Regions from separate parts of the Pan troglodytes genome. Here regions 1 and 2 are each linked to region 3. Evidence: chromatin contacts called from public HiChIP or PLAC-seq data. All regions are on one chromosome and are shown on one strand. The core of a region is the stretch at or near the end of the contact, and the rest is flanking DNA. Distances in the headings are between cores, read along the strand shown. Region 1 holds the start of UPF1 (UPF1 RNA helicase and ATPase). Region 2 holds the start of COMP (cartilage oligomeric matrix protein). Region 3 holds the start of REX1BD (required for excision 1-B domain containing).

The links. HiChIP or PLAC-seq counts read pairs in DNA pulled down with a chosen protein or histone mark.
Region 1: an H3K4me3 HiChIP or PLAC-seq map of stem cell-derived excitatory neurons shows a contact between it and region 3, with 4 times the contacts expected there. The contact joins the promoter of UPF1 here to the promoter of REX1BD in region 3. A contact is called at or near these places in 1 of 7 Hi-C or Micro-C datasets (stem cell-derived neural progenitor cells) and 1 of 1 datasets of contacts at active chromatin or transcription factors (stem cell-derived excitatory neurons).
Region 2: a contact with region 3 is called in an H3K4me3 HiChIP or PLAC-seq map of stem cell-derived excitatory neurons, with 2.8 times the contacts expected there. The contact joins the promoter of COMP here to the promoter of REX1BD in region 3. A contact is called at or near these places in 1 of 7 Hi-C or Micro-C datasets (induced pluripotent stem cells) and 1 of 1 datasets of contacts at active chromatin or transcription factors (stem cell-derived excitatory neurons).

Annotation. Positions count from the first base shown.
Region 1 is chr20:21,482,819-21,487,655 of NHGRI_mPanTro3-v2.0_pri, forward strand. UPF1 (UPF1 RNA helicase and ATPase) reads left to right here and starts at 3,240. Exons shown (of 24, transcript XM_016935541.4): 1 at 3,240-3,721. The coding sequence starts at 3,491.
Region 2 is chr20:21,442,032-21,446,645 of NHGRI_mPanTro3-v2.0_pri, forward strand. COMP (cartilage oligomeric matrix protein) reads right to left here and starts at 2,657. Exons shown (of 19, transcript NM_001098565.1): 1 at 2,543-2,657; 2 at 2,202-2,287; 3 at 1,914-1,965; 4 at 1,295-1,467; 5 at 504-641; 6 at 183-257; 7 at 1-94. The coding sequence starts at 2,621.
Region 3 is chr20:21,238,253-21,243,189 of NHGRI_mPanTro3-v2.0_pri, forward strand. It overlaps REX1BD (required for excision 1-B domain containing), which reads left to right and starts at 2,228. Exons shown (of 5, transcript XM_001135296.7): 1 at 2,228-2,426; 2 at 2,521-2,603; 3 at 2,939-3,209; 4 at 4,380-4,459. The coding sequence starts at 2,328.

The sequences.
Region 1 (4,837 bases), core at 1,990-4,489, 250 kb after region 3:
CGTCTCTACTAAAAATACAAAAAAATTAGCCGGGCATGGTGGCAGGCGCCTGTAATCCCAGCTACTTGGGAGGCTGAGACAGGAGAATTGCTTGAACCCAGGAGGTGGAGGTTGCAGTGAGCCAAGATTGTGCCATTGTACTCCAGCCTGGGCGACTGAGTGAAACTCCGTCTCAGGAAAAAAAAAAAAAAAATGTGAAGAAGGAAAACAGAACCTCTGTCCCTGTGATGATAAACAGGCAAATTGGAAATAAGGAACCACGGCAAACTGGGAACTTTTAGTTCAGCTGTGCAAGCTAGGAGCTCTTTCAGCTGACTTATTTAAAGAGCAGCAGAATCTTGGGACAGAAAGGGAAATGGGGGTGTTTTCCAAGATACTTTACCAGAGAGGAAGGGAACGCCTGGGGTTAGGAAATTAAGGCCCATAAACCAGTAGCTTACCTTGGATTTAAAGTGTCAGAAAACTTTTTATTGAGCACCTACTGTATGAGGCATCATTCTCTCCGTGGGGAAGATCATAATGAACAAGGCCAACACCCTGTCCTTATGGAACTACGCATTAAGAGAGTGACTGGTAGCTCATTTATTCCTCTCATATATATATATATACACAGAGAGAGAGAGATAGAGTGTATATATATATATACACACACACTCCCTATCTATATATAATAGAGTGACTAGTAGCTCATTTATTCTTATATATACAGTGTGTATATATATGTATATACACGCACTGTCTATCTCTGTCTCTATATATAATAGAGTGACTAGTAGCTCACTTATTCTTATATATACAGTGTGTATATATATGTATATACGCGCACTGTCTATCTCTCTCTCCATATATAATAAAGTGACTAGTAGCTCATTTATTCCTCTCATATATACAGTGAGATATATAATATACATCATATATATATATATATATATATATATATATACACTTTTTTTTTGAGACGGAGTCTCGCTCTGTCACCCAGGCTGGAGTGCAGTGGTGCAATGTTGGCTCACTGCGGCCTCCGCCTCCTGGGTTCAAGCAGTTCTCCTGCCTCAGCCTCCCAAGTAGCTAGGATTACAGGCACACACCATGCCCGGCTAATTTTTGTATTTTTAGTAGAGACGGGGTTTCACCACGTTGGCCAGGCTGGTCTCGAACTCCTGACCTCGGGTGATCCACCTGCCTCTGCCTCCCAAAGTGCTGGGATTACAGGTGTGAGCCACAGCCTTCTTCACTCTTTTTCAGGGACAAGACATAGTGGCTCATACCTATAATCACAGCTCTTTGGAAGACTGAGGTGGGACGATTACTTGAGGTCAGGAGTACAAGACCAGCCTAGGAAACAGCAAAACCCCCATCTCTACAAAAAATAAAAAATAAAAATAACATTTCGGGGGGGCTCCTAGCATGCACTAAACTGTAGGAATATAAACAATGAATCAAAGTAGGTCTCCCTCTCCAAGAAGGCACAGTTTAAGGGGGAATACTGACAGACCAACAGATAATTTTAATATCATGCAAAGCTCTCTTTGGAACACATCCAGTGGAATTTGTAGACAAATTTCAGATCAATTTAGTAACACCTATCAGAGTTTTTAAAATTTATTTTTAGACAAGGTCTTGCTCTTTCAGCCTCCGAAAGTGCTGGGATTACAGGCGTGACACACCGCACCGGGCTCCATATATATCAGCAGCAACCATATATCATATGAGAATATGAGAGGAATAAATGAGCTACTAGTCACTCTATTTATATTAACATAAATAAATATATATTAATACACACACACACACACATAGGATCTCTGTCACCCAGGCTGGAGTGCAGTGGCACAATCCTAGCTCACCGCAGCCTCAAACTCCTGAGCTCAAGTGATTCTCTTGCCTCTACCTCCTAAAGTGCTGGGATTTCAGGAAAGAGCCACCTTGCCCAGGCTTCCTATGCCACCTTAATGGCAACAGAAACCCTAGGCTCAGAGAGGTTAAGTCACTTGTATAATTTCACACAGCTGGTAAGTGGTCAGGTCTAGAGTCCACCACAGACCATGTGCTTCCAGTTGTTTTGCTGTATACGTCCACTAAATAATAATCATAGCAAAAATAGTAATGGTATAATAACAGTGGCAGAGGCATCAGGAACAGCAGCAACCATCATTTCCAAGTGCCAGGCCCAGTACGTAAGACTATCCCCATTCATTTATTTTTACTTATTTTTGAGACAGGGTCTCGCTCTGTCACCCAGGCTGGAGTGCAGTGGTGCAATCTCGGCTTACTGCAGCCTCAACTTCCCAGGGTCAAGCGATCCTCCCACCTCAGCCTCCCTAGTAGCTGGGACTACAGGTGCGAACCACCACGCTTAGCTAATTTTTTTTTTTTTTTTTGAGACAGAGTCTCACTCTGTTGCCCAGGCTGGTGTGCAGTGGCACAATCTTGGCTCACTGCAACCTCCGCCTCCTGGGTTCAAGCGATTCTCCTGCCTCAGCCTCCTGAGTAGCTGGGACTACAGGCTCGTGCCACCACGCCTGGCTAATTTTTTGTATTTTTAGTGGAGACGGGGTTTCACCATGTTAGCCAGGATGGTCTCGATCTCCTGACCTCATGATCCACCCGACTCGGCCTCCCAAAGTGCTGGGATTACAGGCGTGAGCCACCGCGCTTGGCCTAATTTTTATATTTTTTGTAGAGATGGAGTCTCACTCTGTCTCCCAGGCTGGTCTCGAACTCCTGAGTTCAAGCAGTTCTCCCGCCTCAGCCTCTGAGTGTTGGGATTACAGGTGTGACCACCGCGCCGAGCCCCACTCCCTTTTTAAACCAATGCACAGGGAGCATCTACTATGTGCGAGGCACCCTCCATTTTACAGATGGGGAAACTGAGTTCCAAGCAGCTTTTGCCAGGAGTGGGAGCGCACCGTCCCTGCCCAGTCTCTCCAGTTGGGCGTTCCGAGACCACCTATGTAGGGTATTCGGCTAGCGCTCAATTAAACCGAAACACCGTCGCAGCGACCACAGGTGCAGACCACCAAGTCCACACCGCCAACCGCCCGGTCGTCCCTGATTAGCAGTTGGTGCGCGACCAAGTCCTCGAGCTGCCGCCGCAACGGCGGTTGAAAGCCCCACCCCCTGCGCGTGCGCGGTGCGCGTCCCGTCTTCCTGCTGGGCACCAGGCGTCCGCGAGGAGCGCGCGCGCTTCCGCCGGCGTCGGGCTCGCGCACGCGCACGGCGACGGCGGCGGTGGCGGCAGTTCCTGCTCTAGGCTGCGAGCGGCTGGCGGCTTCGAGGGGAGCTGAGGCGCGGAGGGGCTCGGCGGCAGCGGCGGCGGCTCGGCACTGTTACCTCTCGGTCCGGCTGGCGCCGGGGCGGGCGGTTTGGTCCTTTCCGGGCGCGCGGGGGCGACAGCGGCAGCGACCCGAGGCCTGCGGCCTAGGCCTCAGCGCGGCGGCGGGCTCGAGTGCAGCGCGGAACCGGCCCGAGGGCCCTACCCGGAGGCACCATGAGCGTGGAGGCGTACGGGCCCAGCTCGCAGACTCTCACTTTCCTGGACACGGAGGAGGCCGAGCTGCTTGGCGCCGACACACAGGGCTCCGAGTTCGAGTTCACCGACTTTACTCTTCCTAGCCAGACGCAGACGCCCCCCGGCGGCCCCGGCGGCCCGGGCGGTGGCGGCGCGGGAGGCCCGGGCGGCGCGGGCGCGGGCGCTGCGGCGGGACAGCTCGACGCGCAGGTGAGCGGCACATGGCGGCGCCGGAAGCCCGGGCCCGGCCTCGGCGCCTGAGACCTGCCCCGAACTCGCCTCGGGCCCGGCCTGTGTTTGCCCGGAGTACCCCATCGCGGCCGGGCCTGGGGCGACCTGCCCCGGGTCCCCTACTCTGGCTCGGCCTGAGCTTACCTGCCCCAGGTCCTGCAATCTGCCCGGGCCTGGCCTGATCTGCCCCGGGTCCCCCGCTCCGGCCGCGACCTGGCTGAGTTCCTTCGGCCCCCAACTCCTGGGCCGGGCAGACTTGCCTCGAGTCCTCCACTTCGTTCGGGTCCGAGCTAACCTGACCCTGTTCCTTTACCCCAGCTGGGTTTGCTCCCCCTCCTGGGCCCGGGCTGACCTGCCTTGTGTCCCACAACCAGTCTGGCCTGGAGTAACCTGCCCCCTGACTTATCTGAGTTCTTCCATTCCATCCGGGCTAGGGTGACCTGCCCTGGTCCCTCTTTCGCAGGTCTCGGTATTCTGCCTCGAGTTCTCCTACGACCTGGGCCGGGTCTTGCTCAGGCCGGAGCTTGAGTGACTTCCCTCAGTCCCTTTCCGGGAGTATCCAGGGTGACCTGCCCTAATCCTGTCTCTGGCCTGGTCCGGGGGTCCCGCCCGGTCTCCCCATTGGTGGGTCTGGCCGCCTGTCCCACCTCCCATCTGTGGTCGCAGCCATCTGGGCACCCCACCTTTCACAGTCACGGAGCGTAGGTTCGACTTTCCCCATGCATAGGGGCGCTGGCCAGCGGAAGGTTGAGGCAGAGAAGAATTTTTGCCTCCCATGGAGGAGCACATATTGGCTGGCTTATAAGATCATTCAGGAAGCAGGTTGTATTTTGTTTTTTCTTGCATCGCCTGTTGCTGAAACCGACCTGTTACATAACTTCACAACTCTTGCCTTGGAAAAGTTGGGTTTGAGTTTTGTTCTTCCAATAAGACAGCAATAATGGCTTTACATAAACGAGTCTGCCACGTTGGAAACTTATTTTTAATGATGTGGATGTTTAGAGAAGGTTACTTAGGTATTTTAAATGGGGGCTTGGGTTGGGAGAAGTATCGGGCATGCATTTCCTGGTCCTGGGTGCTGCTTGCCTGGGGTGG
Region 2 (4,614 bases), core at 1,407-3,906, 200 kb after region 3:
AGCCGTCGGGGCAGAAGCGCTGTGCGCGCCGCTGGCAGCCGGACTCCTGGTCGCCCACGAAGCCGGGCTGGCAGGGGCCGCACTGGAAGGAGCCCTGCGCCGGAGCCGCCGGAGGTCAGCGCAGGCCGCCCGCCGCTCGCCCCACCTCCCGCGATCCTTTCTTCCTCCCCAGCGGGCCTTACCCGGGTGTTGATGCACACGGAGTTGGGGACGCAGTTATGTTGCCCGGTCTCACACTCGTTGATGTCCGTGCAAACCTAGGGGAGGGGAACTCAGAGGTCACCACCCCACGCAGACACCTCCGGACCTCCCACCTCCTCCACACTTCCTCCGCATCCTGCCTCTCCCCTCCATCCTGCCCCAAACCGATCAGCCCTGGCGCAGCGGACCCCTCCTCTCCCCACCCCTCCCGCTGGAAGGAGGCTGGAAGAGGAGTTTACTGGTAAACAAAATGGACGCCCCCTTCCCTTCTGCTCCAAAAATGGGGCCCCCACACCCCTCACCTGCTTGTTGGCCTTGGCGAAAGCCAGCCCCACGCCCTCGTGGGTGGGGCCGCTGTACCCCGGCGGGCAAGCCTCGCAGCGGAACCCCGGGCTGGTGTTGATACAGCGGACTCGGGGGAAGCAGGGGTGGGCGTTGCACTGGGGGAGGAGGGGCCACAGAGGGTCAGAGGGCTTCGAGCTGGGCCCTGGGGGCCGCACCTCGTAGTGTCTCGGATGTGGAAAGTTCAAGGGCCATATGCCAGTGCTTGGAGCTCTTCGCCACGTGAGATGGAAGCAATTGTCGCAGGGGTCAGGCACGACTTTGCCTTGATGACGGCAAGGGCGCAACCGGGAGAGGAGAGGAGAGCTGTTCCCTCATGGGCGAGGGGAGGAAGGATGAGGGCGGGCATCCCCAGCAGAGGGGGGCAGGGGTCGTCGGGGCGTGCGTGCCCGGCGGTGGCGGGGGGTCTGGGCGTGCGTTCCCTGGCTGTGGAAGGGTCGTTGGGACTGGCGATCCCCTGCGGCGAGGAGGGTAGCTGGGGCGGACCACCCCTGGCGGTGAGGGAGTCCTCGGGGCGGGCGTCACTAGCTATGGAGGGGGTTGTCGGGGCGGGCGTCCCGGGTGGTGACGGGGATGGTCCTTGGGTTGGGCGTCCCCCCGCGGTAAGGAGGTAGTCTGGCCGTGCGCCCCCGGAGGTGAGAGGCTCTTCGGGGCGAACACTCCCAGTGGAGGAAGGGGTCTCCCGGGCGGCGAGAGATTGGGGGGCGGTAGAGGGAGTCGTCAGGGCGGTGGAGTGTCGGGGCTAGCGCACCTCGTTGACGTCGGTGCAGTGCGAGCCGTTGCCCGTGAAGCCCGCGGGGCAGGGGCCGCAGCGCGCGCCGCTCTCCGTCTGGATGCAGGCCACGCCGGGGAAGCAGAAACCGGGCGCGCAGTGGAGCAGGGGCCGCACGCTGGGTAGGCCGGTGCGTACTGACTGCTGCATCCCTGCGGGGGGGAGGGGGGAGACGCGGCGGGGCTGATCGGTGGCTCGCCCGGGGGCAGAGTCTATCATGGCCACGCCCCGGGGCTGGAGGCTTCCCCTTCCCCCCCACCCCCCGCCCCGGGGCGGCCCGAAATCCTGCGCTGTCCGCGATCCCGCCCCAGAGGCTGCGCGCTCTGACCGCAGGGTCTCCCCGGTCTCTCTCTGAGTCTCTGTCCCGCTTTTCTGCCCCGTGGCGTCTCTCACTTCCCCAAAACTCTCGCACCGCTTCTGTCTGTTTTTGTCTCTGTTTCTACACCCCCCATCCCATTCCCGTTCGTCTCTCCACCTCTCCGTCAGCCTCCATCTCCTTCCGTCTCTTTTCCTCCCCAGCTTTCCCTGGCTCTCTGTCTCTGTCTCTGTGTCTCCGTCTCCCGTCTCTTCTCTCTCCCGACCGCCCCGCCGCGCTCACCGCACGCGTCACACTCCATCACCGTGTTTTTCAGGAACGTGATCTCCCTGACCTGCAGGGGTGGGATGGAATCAGCGGGGTCCCAAACTCTCCTCATCCCTCGGGTCTCCCCTCTCTCTACCCCGGGGTCCCTTTCTACAGCCTCTTTTCGCCAAGGACTCCCTACCCGCCGACCCCCTTCCCTCCCCATCTCCTCTCCACCTTCTCGGGTACTTCCTCTCTCCTCGCTGGGAACTGAGACCCCCTTCCGTTCCCTGGCACTCCCTGCCCCGCACCCGGGCCCCGCACCTGCTGCCGCAGCAGCTCCCGCACGTCCTGCAGCGCCGCGTTGGTTTCCTGCAGTTCCCGAAGCATCTGCGGGCCCAGGTCTGAGCCTGCGGCGGCAGGGGACCTGGTGAGGCGTCATGGGGCCGGGGAATCCCACCACCAACTCCCACCGTCGCAGCGAACCCGGACCTCCGACGCCCCACTGCGCTCCTCTAGTCTCGGTCCCGCCACCTGCTTTCTGCGCCCGGCACGTCCCCTACGAACAGTCCGTGAGCCCCAAACAGCCTGGATCCCGGGCCTCTCACGGGTCCTACAGTCCGTTGTGGGGCCGTGGGCACGGCGCGGGTGCTAACGCGGCTTACCCAACGGGCTCTGGCCCTGTCCGGACGCGCCGAGGGCAGCCAGGGTGAGCAGAAGAACGCAGGCGGTGTCGGGGACCATGGCGGTGGCGGGGAGCTGGGTGGCTGCTCGCTTTCTACCGCCCACGAGGCCCGCGGGGCCTATTTATCCCCAAGGCACGGCCGGCCCCAGGGACGGCCCACCACAGCCCTGCCCAACGTCCAGCCTCAAGGTAAACAGATGGCGCTGGCCCCTGCGTTCAAGTCCCCGCCCGGAATGCCCCGCGAAGTCGCCCGCGGCTGAATTCGACATGGTGGGGAAACTGAGTCCCGGGGTCTGTGGAGAGAGCTGGTGGGGCAGGGAGTCAGGGGGTACTGCCCCCACTTTCATTCACTGTGTGTGTGCGTCTGTGTGTGTGTGTGTGTGTGTGTGTGTGTGTGTGACGGGGTGTGGCTGTATCGCATCCTCTTGCTTCAGTCTCCCATGTAGCTGGGACTACAAGCGTGCACCACCAAGTCCAGCTAATTTATTTTTATTTTTATTTTTATTTTTAGAGACCGGGTCTGGCTATGTCGTGCAGGCTAGTAGTCTCAAACTCCCGGCCTCAAGCGATACTCCCCACATAACTGGGATTACAGGATCCAGCCATAGCATTCAGCTCATTGATTGATTGATTGATTGAGTGCTTGCTGTATGCCAAACCTGAGTTCCAAACAAGGCAGGCTCCATGGCCACGCTCTCAGCTCACACTTGGGGAAACAGAGTCACCAGTGTCTGAAAAAATAGGTCCACCCACTATGGATCAGACTGACTGGCCCTCCACTCCTCCTGAAGTGCTTCAAAACTGGGTAAATTGCCGGGTGCGGTGGCTCACACCTGTAATCCCAGCACTTTGGGAAGCCAAGGCGGGCAGATCACCTGAGGTCAGGAGTTCGAGACCAGCCTGGCTAACATGGTGAAACCCCATCTCTACTAAAAGTACAAAAATTACCCGGGCGTAATTCCTCCCTTACACAATGGAGGTAATAAGTTAATAATTATTAATTAATGATTAATAGTAATGATGATTATGATGATGAATGGAAAATAGGGGAGGGGCAGTTGAGACCGGGGACTCTCAATTTTCCTGCCTCTGTCCAAGGAGGCCGCTTCTGGCCCCAACGCTGGAGGGCTGCAAATGACTCCCCCCAACCCAACTCATTGCTGGTGTTCCCTCCCCTCCCCGTGGTCCCTCGGCTGGTGGAGGAGGGGACAGCGTTCAGGATCTTGCCCCAACCCCTGTCCAAGGGGACAGGCCCACTTGGTTTTCCAATCTGTGCAATGGGGTGTGAGGCCCCCATCTGGAGGGGAGCAAGTTAAAGGGCTCTAGCAAGGGGAGGTCCGGGGCTTCTGTTTGTCCAGGCTGTGCCATACCTTCCAAACTGTGCTCCAGCTGCTGTGGGAACAGCCTGTAATAAAAATAAAAGTTACCACTAACTGGCCAGCCACACTCTGGAGTTACAAAACCCCTTAACCTCCTGGAATCAGTTAACACTCTCCACTCCCACCTTCCAGTACTCACAGCCTCTATTCTATAGACAGAGAAACTGAGGCCCAGAGAGAAAAAGTGACTGGCCTAAGGCCACTGCCCGAGGGCAGGGGTGAATCTAGACTCAGAGCCAGATATCTTTTCTGGAGAGCCTACAGAGAAGTCACCGAGGGCTTCCTGGAGGAGGTAGCAAGGAGACAGACATAAAAGAAAAGGAGGACTTGGATCAGCAGAGGGAAAAGGTGAGGGCAGTTTTGGTGGAGGGAAACATGTGAAGCTTGGAGGTGGGGACATTTCTAGACACATTAATTATTTCACAAACATCAAGGACTGTTGTGTGTCATGTCTCCTGTGCTGGGAGATGGACACACAGGGTGAAGAAGTCAGACCCAGTCTCTCCTTCAAATGGGGAGCCCAGTGGGCTCATGGCTGTGACGGGACACACAGACAATGGTAGGAGCCCCCAGGAAATTGATCTGTTTGAAAGGGGATGGGTCAGGGTGGGCTTCTGGAGGAGGAGGGACCACCAAGCTGAGGACTGGATGATGAGGAGGACACAGCCAGGCA
Region 3 (4,937 bases), core at 978-3,477:
CAGCCGAGAGCAATCTCACTACTTCCTCTATTGGCTGGTTTAGGATTTACTACCACCTAGGAGGTGGAAACGCTGGACTCACAGCCTAGATGAAATCTCTCTCCAACTTACTCAAATCCAGGACCAAATAGACTCATTAGCAGCCATGGTTCTCCAGAACCAGTGAGCACTAGATCTCCAATCTCCTCACTGCCGAAAGGGGAGGAACATGCCTTTTTCTGAACAAGGAATGTTGTTTTTATGTCAATAAATCAGGCATAGTGAGAGATGGAATTAAATGACTTCAGGATAGAGCCAGCAGACTACATGGTGGGACAACCGAAACTACCTCAGGGTTCTCACAGCCTGTTCTCCCCTGGCTTCTTCCATTTTTAGGTCCCTTCCTTTATGATTATTCTAGGAGTAACCTTTGGCCCATGTCTTTTCAATTCCTTCATCCTTTCGTTTCTTCCTGAATGGAATCAATGAAACTAGAAATGTTACTGCAGATGGAACCTCAGATGACTTCAACCAGCACCTATTATCAAGGACCCCTAAACCAGCCTGCCGGCCCATACCCGGACGTTGACACACAAACCACCTCTCACGGAAACCTCAGCTACAGAACCCCTTCTATGCCCCTATTTAGCAGGAAGCAATTAGAGTGGTCATCCTCCCACACCCCAACAGCAGTTGGGCTCTCCTTTTGAGAGAGGGGACTGAGGGGTGGAGTTGGCAGGATTTACTGGGCAGGTTTGGGGACTTTCACAAAAGACCCCTGTGACTCAGTGTTTTGAGTTCTTAAACCAATCGAGTGAAGGATTCAGAATTAACCACTCCAGGCCGGGCGCAGTGGCTCACGCCTGTAATCCCAGCACTTTGGGAGGCCGAGGCGGGCGGATCACGAGGTCAGGAGATTGAGACCATCCTGGCTAACCCGGTGAAACCCCGCCTCAACTAAAAATACAAAAAATTGGCCGGGTGTGGTGGCGGGCACCTGTGGTCCCAGCTACTGGGGAGGCTGAGGCAGGAGAATGGCGTGAACCCGGGAGGCGGAGCTTGCAGTGAGCCGAGATCGTGCCATTGCACTGCAGCCTGGGCGACAGAGCGAGACTCTGTCTCACGGAAAACAAACAAACAAACAAACAAAAAACACTCCAGAGGAGGATTGAAAAAAGAACCACTCTCAATGGACAAAAAGAAAGGGGAGGGGTAACATAGGGATATGAGCCCTAGCCACCGGAGCCAGCAACGGCAACCCTTCCGGGTCCCCTTCCAGCATGTGGAAGCTTTCCTTTCGCTTTGTTCAATAAACTGCCCTGCTGCTCACTCTCCTGGTCCGTGGACTCTTTTTGATCTGTAACACACACCGCGAAGGTCCACAGCTTCATTCTTCAAAGTTAGCGAGACCACGAACCCATCGGCAAGAAAAACTCCCAACTCACTAACAGCCTAGTCCCTTCCCCCTTAAAGGCCGGTGTCTGTCACCCCATACCTGAGCTGGTCCCTCTTCACTAAGTCAGGCTACCAGCATCTTCCTGCTCCTCCGGCTGGGCCCCTGGAGGAGGAAGCTTTCCAAAGCTCTGTCTAGCCCATGTATCCCTCCAGCAGGAAGCTCCAAGGCCTCCTCTGTACTTTGAGGTCGTTCTGGCCCCTGCTATGCTCCAGGCTCAGGGCTATTACACAAGACGCCCAATTCAACTCGGTGGGCTGTTGACACCGTCCCTGTCACTGAATCTTGTCTTCACCCCTGTGATTCTCTGAAGAGCCAGTGAATCTCTGTTAATGTTGGTGGAGTTCCAGCCACTGCACTTTTTTTGAGGCAGACTCACTGTGGCTCCGGCTGGAGTGCAGTGGCATGGTCACAGCTCATGGCAGCCCCCAACTCCCGGGCTCATGTAATCCTCCCACCTCAGCCTCCCGAGTAGCTGGGACTGGAGGCGGGAGCCGCCATGTCGGGCTAATTGGTTTTTCTGTAGAGATCGGGCCTCCCTAGGTTGCCCAGGCTTACTTAACACTCTTGAACGTCAAAACCCACGCTCAGTACCCGCTTCACGTGGAAGTCGGTGTTGAGATACAAGCATAGGAACGAACTCAAGGCTAACAGCTGTTCTGTATTCAGAGCCGCACAATCAAGGAAAAACACGATCGGAGGCGGGCCCTGGACGGGAACAAGAAGGGTGGGTGCAGGATGGTGGGCTTGACTGGGCGGCCCGCGGTCTTGGCTCCCCTTTCTTCCTTCTGGCTCGCCGGCCGGAGGGTAGGGGGTCCGTGGACCTCCCGGCCTGTAGGGGGCGTCGGGCGCAGCGGAAGGGCCTGCTCCGGAGCCTGGCCAGGGCTGCGCAGTCATGATCACCGAGACCGCGGCGGAGCGTACGGTCCCTGCAGTGCCTGCTGCTGAGGAGGCCACCGAAGCTCGGGGACGCGAGGAGCCGGCGTGGCCCTGGGTGAGCCCAGGCCCAAGCGGGAACGGGCGCGGGGCGGGCGGCGCAGACCCAGGGGCGCGGGCTTCATGCCCCAGCCGTGCCCCCTGTCCCGCAGAAAGACGCCCCGATCCGGACGCTGGTGCAGCGCATCCACCAGCTGCAGGCTGAGCGCGCGCAGGGCTTCCGCCGACTGGAGGAGTGAGTGGGGGCGCGGAGGGGCTCAGGGTTCGGTCCCCCGCCCGCTCCGGGCGTGGGCGTGTTCTCGGCGGGCGTGCGTGGAGGAGGAGCTGGGTCCTTGTGCGGCTGCAGAGTCAGATGGGGCGGGGATTTCGGGGCACCGGGTCCTCACCTTCACGAGAAAGGCCCCACAGCACGTCCCCACTACCCGACGACTCAATCCTCGTGGCTTCTCTCTCCCCCGCAAGAGCAGGGGTGGGCCTGTCTCGCGTTCCCCTGCGGGAGTCAGGAAGCGTCCTTCCTACCTACCAGTCCTCCCCTCTGGGGTCTGGGGACACTTCCTGGGGGCCTTTCAGGTGGTTGGCGCCGGTGCAGGGCCTGAGAGCCTGGGGGCGCGGCCTCAGGGTCCCCACCTGCCGCAGAGGCCACCGCCAGTACCTGCGCAGCAGCCCTGACTACGACTTCGCGCGCTACCGGAGCATAGTGCACGAGGTGACCCAGGCCTTCGCCGCCGCCTCGCGGGAGGTGCTGGCTGTGGAAGCAGAGCTGGGCGGGCCTCGCAGGCAGCCGCTGCTCGCCGGCCACGTGCGCAGCCTGCAGGAGCTGGAGCAGACGCGGCTGGGCACGGTGAGGCCACCACCCCTTCCCCGCCGTGTCTCTAGGACCCTGGCCGGCTCCTCTCATGACGCACCCCTGGTTGGGGGGTGGTCCCAGTATCCCATACACAGACCTCACCCCTTCCTGTCCCACCCCAATCCTCTATTAAGGCTTCACTTGGGGATTCTCGGACCTGGCCCTCTGCTGTTCATCCCCAATTTTTTCCCCAAGTTTTGTCCTTATTCCCAGAGCACTCCCGCTTTCTCCCAGCTCCGCCTAAATGCTATTCCAAGATGCCCAGATCCCGCCCCAACAATGCTCCACCCACTCTGGTTGTTCCGCGTCTAGGGTCCCACCCTCAACCTCCCGTAGATACAGGCGAGGGGGGTCCCAGGCCACGCCTCCTCCGTATTATTCCTCCATCACAGCTTTAGTTCTTTGCCTATTTCTCTCTTGCGATCCGCCTGCTCGGCCCTGCAACCGTGTGTGACTGGAATTCCTAGGCCACGCCCCCCATGAGCGACCCGTCTCAGCGTCTCTTTGGCCTTTTTCTCTCTGTTTTTTTTTTTTTTTTTTTTTTTTTTTTTTTTTTTAAAGACAGGCTCTTGCTCTCTCACCCAGGCTAGAGTGCAATGGCGCGATCTCGGCTAACTGCAACCTCCGCCTCCCAGGTTCAAGCGATTCTCCTGCCTCAGCCTCCTGAGTAGCTGGGATTACAGGCGTAATTTTTGTATTTTGTATTTTTTTTAGTAGAGATGGGGTTTTGCCATATGGGCAAGGCTGGTCTCGAACTCCTGGTCTCAAGCGATCCGCCCTCCTCTGCTTCCCGAAGTGCTGGGATTTCAGGCGTGAGCCACCGCGTCCAGGCTTTTTGGCCTACTTTTATCCTGGGTCCCCGTCCCTGGGACCATGAGGCGCAACCTAACCCACCCCTACGGCCAATGCCTGGCTAAGACGTCACTGTTGTTCCCAGGCCACGCCCACATCGCGCTCAGCACTGCCTCTGGCCTGCCTGCTGTCTCCCTTCTGAGAGAGCCTCTAAACTGAATTTCGGACTCTTCCTACACAAAGCACTGCCCCTCGTGGTTCTACCCGGGCACTGCCTTTCTGGGTGCCTCTGTTTTTTCCTGAACATCCTTGGAGGGCAGGGGTGGGTTCTGCTCGTGGAGACATCCTTCCTGTTGTTCATTCCCCCACCAGGTGGCCCTGCTGCAGTTGATGGAGACGCCAGAGCTGGCGGGGCAGGAGGACGCTGTACGGATGCAGCAGCTGAAAATGAAGTGAGCGCTGCTGCCCAAGCCGCCTGGCTATGCTCGATTTGCACCAGGGTTGGCACGGTCAGGACGCTGCCAGCAGAGGAACCCTCTGCCAGTGCACAATGGTGTTCTCACCTGGTGGCCCTCAGATGTACACTTCCCCAGAGGGCACAGCCGTGAAACCTCACATCAGTTTCGCTGTGCATTGCTGGGACACTGCTGTATACCTCGACACATGCCAATCCTGCACACGTGGCTGTCCGTGGAGCTTGGACATGCCCCACTGAGCACAGACCTTCAGATGCCTGTCCTCAGCCCCCAAGCACACACACTCATGTACACACACATTTGACAGAGTCACACTTCATAACCTCCTAATGGTACACACCCCACCAAGATGGCCTTTTCTTTTCTTTTTTTTCTGAGACGCAGTCTCACTCTGTCACCAGGCTGGAGTGCAGTGGCGCGATCTCAGCTCACTGCAACCTCTGCCTCCCGGGTT